2 separate regions of the Bicyclus anynana genome follow, and region 2 is linked to region 1. The links are chromatin contacts, called in public Hi-C maps. All regions are on one chromosome and are shown on one strand. The core of a region is the stretch at or near the end of the contact, and the rest is flanking DNA. Distances in the headings are between cores, read along the strand shown.

The links. Hi-C and Micro-C count contacts between places; a contact is called where the count stands out from the background.
Region 2: a contact with region 1 is called in a Hi-C map of whole larva, with 7 times the contacts expected there. The contact joins the enhancer-like site here to the promoter of LOC112046535 in region 1. A contact is called at or near these places in 2 of 2 Hi-C or Micro-C datasets (whole body and whole larva).

Annotation. Positions count from the first base shown.
Region 1 is chr19:10,437,839-10,442,134 of ilBicAnyn1.1, forward strand. It overlaps LOC112046535 (cGMP-dependent protein kinase, isozyme 2 forms cD4/T1/T3A/T3B), which reads left to right and starts at 1,806. Exons shown (of 12, transcript XM_024083203.2): 1 at 1,806-2,130.
Region 2 is chr19:10,474,229-10,478,524 of ilBicAnyn1.1, forward strand. The region is part of intron 1 of LOC112046535 (cGMP-dependent protein kinase, isozyme 2 forms cD4/T1/T3A/T3B); the gene reads left to right. Among protein-coding and RNA genes, the nearest start is that of LOC112046535, 37 kb to the left of the region's middle. Within about 2 kb of position 2,578, at least 8 of the 8 cell types and tissues checked have open chromatin away from gene starts, as enhancers often do.

The DNA of each region.
Region 1 (4,296 bases), core at 556-3,055:
CACCGCGCTGGCCCAGTGCGGATTGGTAGACTTCACACACGTAGAGGATTAAGAAATTTCTCAGCAGGTGTGCCGGTTTCCTCACGATATTTTTCCATCACCGTTTGAGACATGTGATATTTAATTTTTTTTAATATTAAATCTCACAAATTGGTCCGATGTAGAAAATATTAAATCCCACAAATTGGTCCAATGTTGAAAATGTTAAATCCCACAAATTGGTCCAATGTTGAAAATATTAAATCCCACAAATTGGTCCAATGTTGAAAATATTAAATCCCACAAATTGGTCCAATGTTGAAAATATTAAATCCCACAAATTGGTCCAATGTTGAAAATGTTAAATCCCACAAATTGGCCCAATGAAGAAAATATTAAATCATTGATGCTTGAATGCTTACAAAAATATTGTAAGCATTGGACCAGCGCATCGTGACGGAATTAAAATCCAATTCCCTTTGAAGAATGGCAAGGCAATGTACCTAGTGAGTGGGCTGTTCAATATGACTTAAGAATCCCTGAGTGTCTGCCTCAACGTTATTTTACACTAGAACCTTGTTATATCTACTGTGCTAGAGCTAAGGCACAAGCGCATTAAAACTGAGGAGGACAAATATGCACAATAGTATTAATTTAATTTAGTCGCATAGTAGTTTACTTTGCGACTAAATTAATTTATTATTTTTACTTATATTAATTACTACTACGAACGTTATTTAAACAAATAATACCTAAATATTGTGTATTATGTGGAGTTGTGTGTTCAGGAAATAAAAACTAAATATACCTACTTACATAAATATATAACGTAAGTAAGCACAAAATTGTGCACGTGTGCGCTGTGATTTTGTAGACACGTAACCTATCTATAGTTTAAAATTTCTGTGGTCTTCGTGGTGTATGTGTTGTTCAGTGTTACCAACTCTCCAAAATATTTATCCCTAAAGTTTGTGTCAAAAACCCCTAAAATCGCCTTAATTATTGAGTTGTCCCCCTAGAAAATATAAATTCATAATAATTTGAAAATAAAAATAAATTTAGAAATAATATGCAGTAATATTTTAGAATTTAAACTATCGTGAGTGTTATTCATATTAATTGATTATGAAACTAGTCGGGCATACTCCGACGTAATATCACGTGAGTTTTAGCCGTGTTTCATAATCAATTAATATGCAGTAATATCTTTCAAAAGTCTATATTTAATACAGACAAAATATTACGTCTTTATCTGAAGATTCAGATTTTTTGAAATCATACACTGAATAAATTTAACAACTTTTTTATTCGATGAAAATTGCCGCCAGTGGCCTCAGAGTGGTTGTAGAATAACGTATTATATGTCATTATAAATCGCTAGGTCAAGAAAGAAATATTATAATTATCATCAATTTAAAAATATTAAAGAGTCAATAAATCCCTGAAAATACCCCTAAAAATTTCAGACCCCTAAAAAAATCCCATTTCACTTATTTGTCCCCTAAATCTGGGGGAAAACCCCTAAGTTGGGAACCCTGGTGTTGTTCATCACCAGTGGTGATGCAAACGTAGGTAGGTAGGTAGGTATATGAGGATTACACAAAAATCACGTAACCCGCATGCTCTGGCAAGCGATAACCTACCTACGTATATATTTTACTTATCTTACAGACATGATTCAAAATCGTTTTCACCCACATCTAAAACTATGGGGCGTGCTGCGCATTCATTCATATTCACAACGCGGCGTTTTTATTTATACCATATACCGCTTATCGGCGCATCAAGCCCGCTTACAGTCTCTGTTTCTGTTTAGTTTAGTTGCTATACGGGCGGCGAGGGAGCCGCGCGTATCCACCGTTCTATACCCGGCGCCGCCTCCAGTGACCTTGACGCGTACAACGTCCATTGGCCGGGATGCCAAGACGCAAAGTGCTCTTTTCCACTCCCTAAACTATGACAATAACCCGACAGAACATTCAAAACAGGGATTCAATGTGCCGTAAACTCTGCCACAGGTGGTATTCACTACACCTGTCAAAATGATGTGACAATGACAATTGACAACCGCGCAACATAACCTCAATTCGAAATCATAATCAGTGGTTTTTACAATGATTTGGGTAACGTGGAAGTTTCGCCGTGTGCTCGGTAAGATATGTTTTATATTTCCTTTAAATATTTATTGTGTTTGGTATTCAGTTATAGGTTATGTCATTTAGATAATACATACGTGCATTGTTTCCCGCCGGCGAAGTCGTCCACTCACAAACACACTGCATTCATTTCATTTACATTACGACAGACCTAAGTCATCTCTGTGCGGAATCTAAAAATAACTCCGACTGTAATGGCTGTTAGGTTAATCAGTAGTTTGCTAAGTTAAATCCTTGTTAATATCTACTTAGTACTTACGGTTGGAGATTGTTTTATTTACTTGCTAATTCAATGCTTTATAAATGAAAGACTGCCTAGTTATTATCTAAGTTAATAGGTTCCGTAATACATAATCTTGCGTTAAGTAATATGTACCTATCTGCGTCTACGTACCTAAATGTTACGCTCAAATCTTACTGGTAGTAAAATTCAACTTCAAACTGCTGCAAACAGGTTCATGAGTAAGAGTTCTGGATGGGTTAGTAATTTGTTGGGTTCCTTCAAAAATTATCCTTTTTACAGCCCGGTGTAAATAAGAAGGGTGTTAGGAATAACTGTCGAGGGTTTTTCAACATTTTTAATTCTTTTTCTTGTTAACTATTAATATTGTTTTCTCGTTTGCTAGCATTATACCTACTGCAAGTTTTACTGATGTAAAGAGATTGTAGTTTTATAACAGGCTATCTCTAAGGCTTTATACTCCGTACCGGAACCGTTTGGCGTGACGTCTGTGACAGCAGGGATATAACTAGCCTCGGACGAAACCTACAATCAATAAAAAATTATAAATACCTGGGAGCAAAGTCCAGGTCCTCTTGGACATAAATAAGGTCTCTACTGCGCCTAAGAGGTCTTCCCATGACCTAAGGATCTTCAAGGATAAAGCGAATAAGTATTTCTTGGCAAGCGCTTCCTAACTTAGACCTTGTCACAGTTTTCCATCAAGCGTGATTGTCATGAAGATGTAGCCAATATTATTTTAAAATCATTATGTTGTTCTTAGTCATCATTCGCTTATTTTAAAGTCCCACTTATTAAGAGGTTAAATCTACTATGCATCTCCAATTTGTTTTAGGCTAAACATTAAGATTTCAAGGGTTTCATCACCTTCTTTTAAATATTGGATAGAAGCAGGCGTTACTTTGCGGAAGTTCATCATGATTATATAATGATTTATTTATTTTGCTATCATCCGCGAAAAGTCGACGAACCCATGCGACAACGTCACCCAGGTCCGACAAAATACTCTCTACGTACGTTTCTTTGCAATTGCACGTTGTAGAGTCAACATCTCCTGAGGATGCTCCGGTTTCGGGGTGAAACGTACGTAGAGAGTATTTTGTCGGACCTGGGTGACGTTGTCGCATGGGTTCGTCGACTTTTCGCGGATGATAGCAAAATAAATAAATCATTATATAATCATCACCTTCTGTTACTTAAGTGTAGGATAGCTTATTCACAAATTTTGTCTTTGACAAAATTTTTGTTTATACTATCTGAACTGCAATTTTTGTCTACACTTTTCAGAATGTGGTGAAACAGGCCAAAGGGTTAGTGATAAAGACAGGGACAGACAGGTCGTAGACCTTCTCAATTTTAAGCAGCTTCAAAAGTCAAAACCATTTTATTTCATTTAAAATTAAAATGGTTTGTTTGTTCTAAACAATAATGTAAAGTCATGATGATGGTTACTAAAAATTATCATCTCGAGGTTTAAAAATTTCTAACTCTTGTCTCAAACCAATTAAACCCACAATGAACTCAGCTAGTATTCTTCAATTTATTTTAAAAGAAAGAGAATATCAGTCACTAAGCTAAATCCAAGGATTCAGAACCTCTTGATCTATAGCTCTAGACCTTCTAGCCTAGTAGTTTAAAAAACTGATCCAATGGAATACCTGCATCTGATTAAACTTTGTATCTCTGTCTATAGTTTCTTATTAGAAAAGTATTAAGTTTTTATAAGTGGCCGATATCTATCTCATCTCCGCAACTAGTTTTACAACGACCCAGTATCAGATAAATTAGATGCCTAACAATATTTTTAACACAATATACTGTTTCTGATTACCATCACATATCAGTGAATAAACGGGTTTAACCACATACCGTGTCTCGTCACCCATCGCCGATTTGGGTCAACGATACAAAACCCAAGCT
Region 2 (4,296 bases), core at 1,328-3,827, 37 kb after region 1:
ACCCCTTATAGGGGACCGTTAAAATAGGCTAATAACGATTAGTTATGCTTAGGTTACTTCATTCATATCGATTATTTCTGTTAATTAAGCTATGTAAGAAATATTTAAATATACGTCATAGATAATAATAATTACTGAAATGTTATCACTTTTACTGGCGCCTCAGATTATTTAAATACTGCTGACCTTCAAGTTTGTTATGACTGGTGCTAATTTAGTGAAAACAAACCTTTTTAAGGTCCTACCTTTTGCAATGCAGTCATCATCATCATCATTATCAACCCATGTTCGGCTCACTGCTGAGCTCGAGTCTTCTCTCAGAATGACAGTGCTTAGGCTAATAGTCCACCACGCTGGCCCAATGCGGATTAGCAGAAAATTTTCTGGTATGCAGGTTTCCTCACGATATTTTCTTTCACAGTTTGAGACACATGATATTTAATTTCTTAAAATACACACACAGATTAATCAATAAAAGGCAGATGGAGCGCACGGAACACGATGGTGTCGTAGCCGCTCCAAATACAAAATTCAAAAACTAATACATTCTCGAGTCAGTACGACACGAAGCGTCGCATCAGTAACTTTCAATATTATACACGAAAATGGCGTCATATGTTTTTAAATATTTTAAAATTTTTTCTCAAAAACTAAAGAAATAAGATGGAGTATTTTTATTGGTATTTATTGATTATTATATTAATTTACGTAATATTGTTGTTAGTGTTAAATTTTGAAATACAAATTTTGGAAAAGTTTGTATATGCGGATGTCAAGGAGACGTTTGTTTTTTTATGGGTTTCAGCGGCATCATGTTGCTGCTTGTAAAGACTCACTCTGTATGATATTTACTCTGTGAATGCACACAACTGAAAAGTGGGGGTGCATGCCCCGGACCGGATTCGAACCCACACCTTCCGGAATCGGAGCCAGAGGTCATATCCACTGGGCTATCGACAAACCTTCAGTATTTTTAAAATGACAAAAGCTCTCATTTTGTGTCCAATATAAGTCAGATTGTCAAACGTTAACTATGGTCCTCATAAGAAAGCTCAGAGTCACACAGCGGGCGATTGAACGAGCTATGTTAGGAGTATCTCTGCGTGATCGAATCAGAAATGAGGAGATCCGCAGAAGAACCAAAGTCACCGACATAGCTCAACGAGTTGCGAAGCTGAAGAGGCGTTGGACGTTGGGGGTCCCAAAGTGCTGGAATGGCGACCCCGCACTAGAAAGCGCAGTGTTGGTCGACCCCCCACCAGGTGGACTGACGACATCAAGCGAGTCGTAGGGATTCGCTGGATGCGGGTGGCTCAGTATCGTGATGTTTGGAAGTCCCTACAAAAGGCCTATGTCCTGCAGTGGACGTCCATCGGTTGATATGATGATGTGAAACGTTTTGCATAATACTATCATAAAATTCGTTTAAATATAAAGTGTTGCTAGATAAATTAGATATGATCTCGTTTTAGTCACAAGCCATTTTTACGGCAAAACCGCGCTTACGCTACTAGTTTGATTACAATCTTATCTGATTAAAGATATGGAACGTTTATGCTTAGAGTTATGTTGACTTTTAATGTACCAGTTTCCGAATTTGTAACACGTAATTAATCGGCTATTCTGCACCGATTAATCTATACTAATGATCAACAATAATTTATACTATTTACTAGTAGACGCCCGGTTTCACCTGCGTGGTTCCCGTTTCCGTAGGAATACCGGGATAAAATATAGCCTATAGCCTTCCTAGATAAATGGCTATCTAAAACTGAAAGATTTTTTCAAATCAGACCAGTAGTTCCTGAGATTAGCGCGTTCAAACAAACTCTTCAGCTTTATAATATTTACTATTCAGGTAAATCGGCTAAATGAAATTACGCCCTCCGTAGCGCAATGGTGGAGGTCCTGGGTTCGATCCCCGTTGAGGTTTTCTTGGTTGGTCCAGATCTAGCTGGAGGCTTCGATCGTGGCTAATTACACCCTACCGGCAAAGACGTACACCAAGCAATTCAGCGTTCCGATACGATATCTCGTAGCAACTGAAATGGGTGTGGATTTCCGTCCTACTCCTAACAAGTAAGGTCCATTCTACTTCTAACAAGTTAGCCCGCTTCCATCTTAGATTGCATCATCACTTACCATCAGATGAGATTGTAGTCAATGCCTAACTTATAGAGAATAAAAAATATATACCTATTTGTAGTATGTTAATGAAACAAAGAGATAAAATTTGTGGTATTGTCCCTACAATAATCGGGGTAATCAATGGATCTACTAAAATGATTTTAAAAATTATTTTACCAGTAGAAAGCCACATTATTTGTGAATGTTATAGGCTATATTTTATCCCAGTATTCCTACGGAAACGGAAACTATGCGGGTAAAACCGCGGGGCGTCGGTTACCATACTACTATACTTATATTAAGAGTGAACCAGTTCCCACACAGGTAAATTCATAAATTGGTATCCATTCCGATTTTGTACAAAATGCGATAGGTACGAAGTTTGTACATTAAGTTCAAAAGGGGCGTTGAAAAGTCGAACGCTCGAGTGTTTCGGAACAAGATTCGGCCGAACCGGTTACACAGGAGACGTTGCTCCTACACTGATAAGGTGCGAGGTAAAGGCACGGCCACACTGACGCGTTCAATATTGCGTTTTAACTTTCATTTTGTTTTCTACCTGTTGACGTTAACACTATACTAAAGCCTTTCTTGATGAGCACTGTTTACCAATAGGGATGATGACTGTTTTTTAAATTGTATATAAATTAGGAGTATGCTAATAGTAAAGCAATTTTGTAAAAGTAACAGGGTATCTGCGATCATTACTTTCGGAGCTACAGGGATTTAAAGGGTCAGATTTGCGCTGCCGCGGATCCCAGAAAAACGCCCCATACAAAATGGTACGAACTAATGACGTTGTAGATGCATAATGATCGTTAGATTTGTATGGGCGTTCGAACAAAATTGCCAATATCTTTGTTATTTGTGCGTTCATGTTTATAGTTCATTTATTGAAAAATGTCACATTTAATGTAAGGAAGCTAATATGAATTTTCATCTAATCACGATAAAAGATTTTTAATAGAATTTGAAATTTTATAATCTTATTTATTTTGCAAATATCCAGACAATCTTTGCTTTTTATGTATAAATTAGTTAACAATGACCTTATTTACCCGAATATATCATAAAAATCAATATATTTAAACCTACTCATCATCCCCATTAACAAATTAAAAATTTCTAGTCATTTCACACCTAATATAATTAACTTGTTCTTAAATGAATGAAAAATAAATTAATTAATAAGTTTAGAACAATTAGATATGGTTAATATATTTTATATATAACATTTTATAAACAAAACATGCATATTTTAAAATAAGTAAGTTATGAAATGACATGCGTTTTCTACCTTCATTTCTAATTTCTTTGATAGTAAACATTACTCATCACGAACGCTCGACGTATAGTATCAGTATTGACTAACTTCTTAGTATCAGTATTTATAGATGCAAAAATGCATTATCTACGCATTACTAATGTTAGAGAAGAAAACTATTTAATGACAATACTAGTAAATGTGTTGTGCCAATAAAATGGACCTGACTCAGCTTATATTATTGTGAGTACATCAGTGCCCACAAATCTGGTATTCTGTCAGACCCTTATGAGGGAAGGACAGTAAAAACTATATTAGTAAATAATTTTATCACTAATAAAATACAGTTAATAAGTGTAATTTTAGAAAAAAGAAAAAGCAAGTTGAATAAAAAAGATACCTAGTCACAAAAGAATAATTAAGAAAATCGATAAATATGGGATTGCCACACAGTTTGCTTTTTGAGAATCTAACGAAAACGACCGATATATTTTTTAGAAGTTACAGCACTTAGAATAAAAGGTCTAAAACGCAAAATTGGACGCATCAGTGTGTTCGTAGCCTAACACCACTCCATACGCGATGCGCGATGGCTCGTGTCTCGATATGAACATTATACCTACCGGCCTTCCTTATGCCTCGGTAATTAGCAACTTTCAAATTTATTCAACCAGCTATGAAAATAATATGGAGACCGTGCTAAGTGCAAGACTGGGAACAAATTAAATTAAATTAAGTCAAATATTTTTAAGACATTAAATATCACGTGTCTCAAACCGTGAACAAAAAACATCGTGAGGAAACCTGCATATCAGAGAATTATCTTAATTCTTTGCGTGTGTGAAGTCTGCCAATGCGCGTTGGGCCAGCGTGGTGGACTATTGGCCTAACCCCTCTCGTTAGAG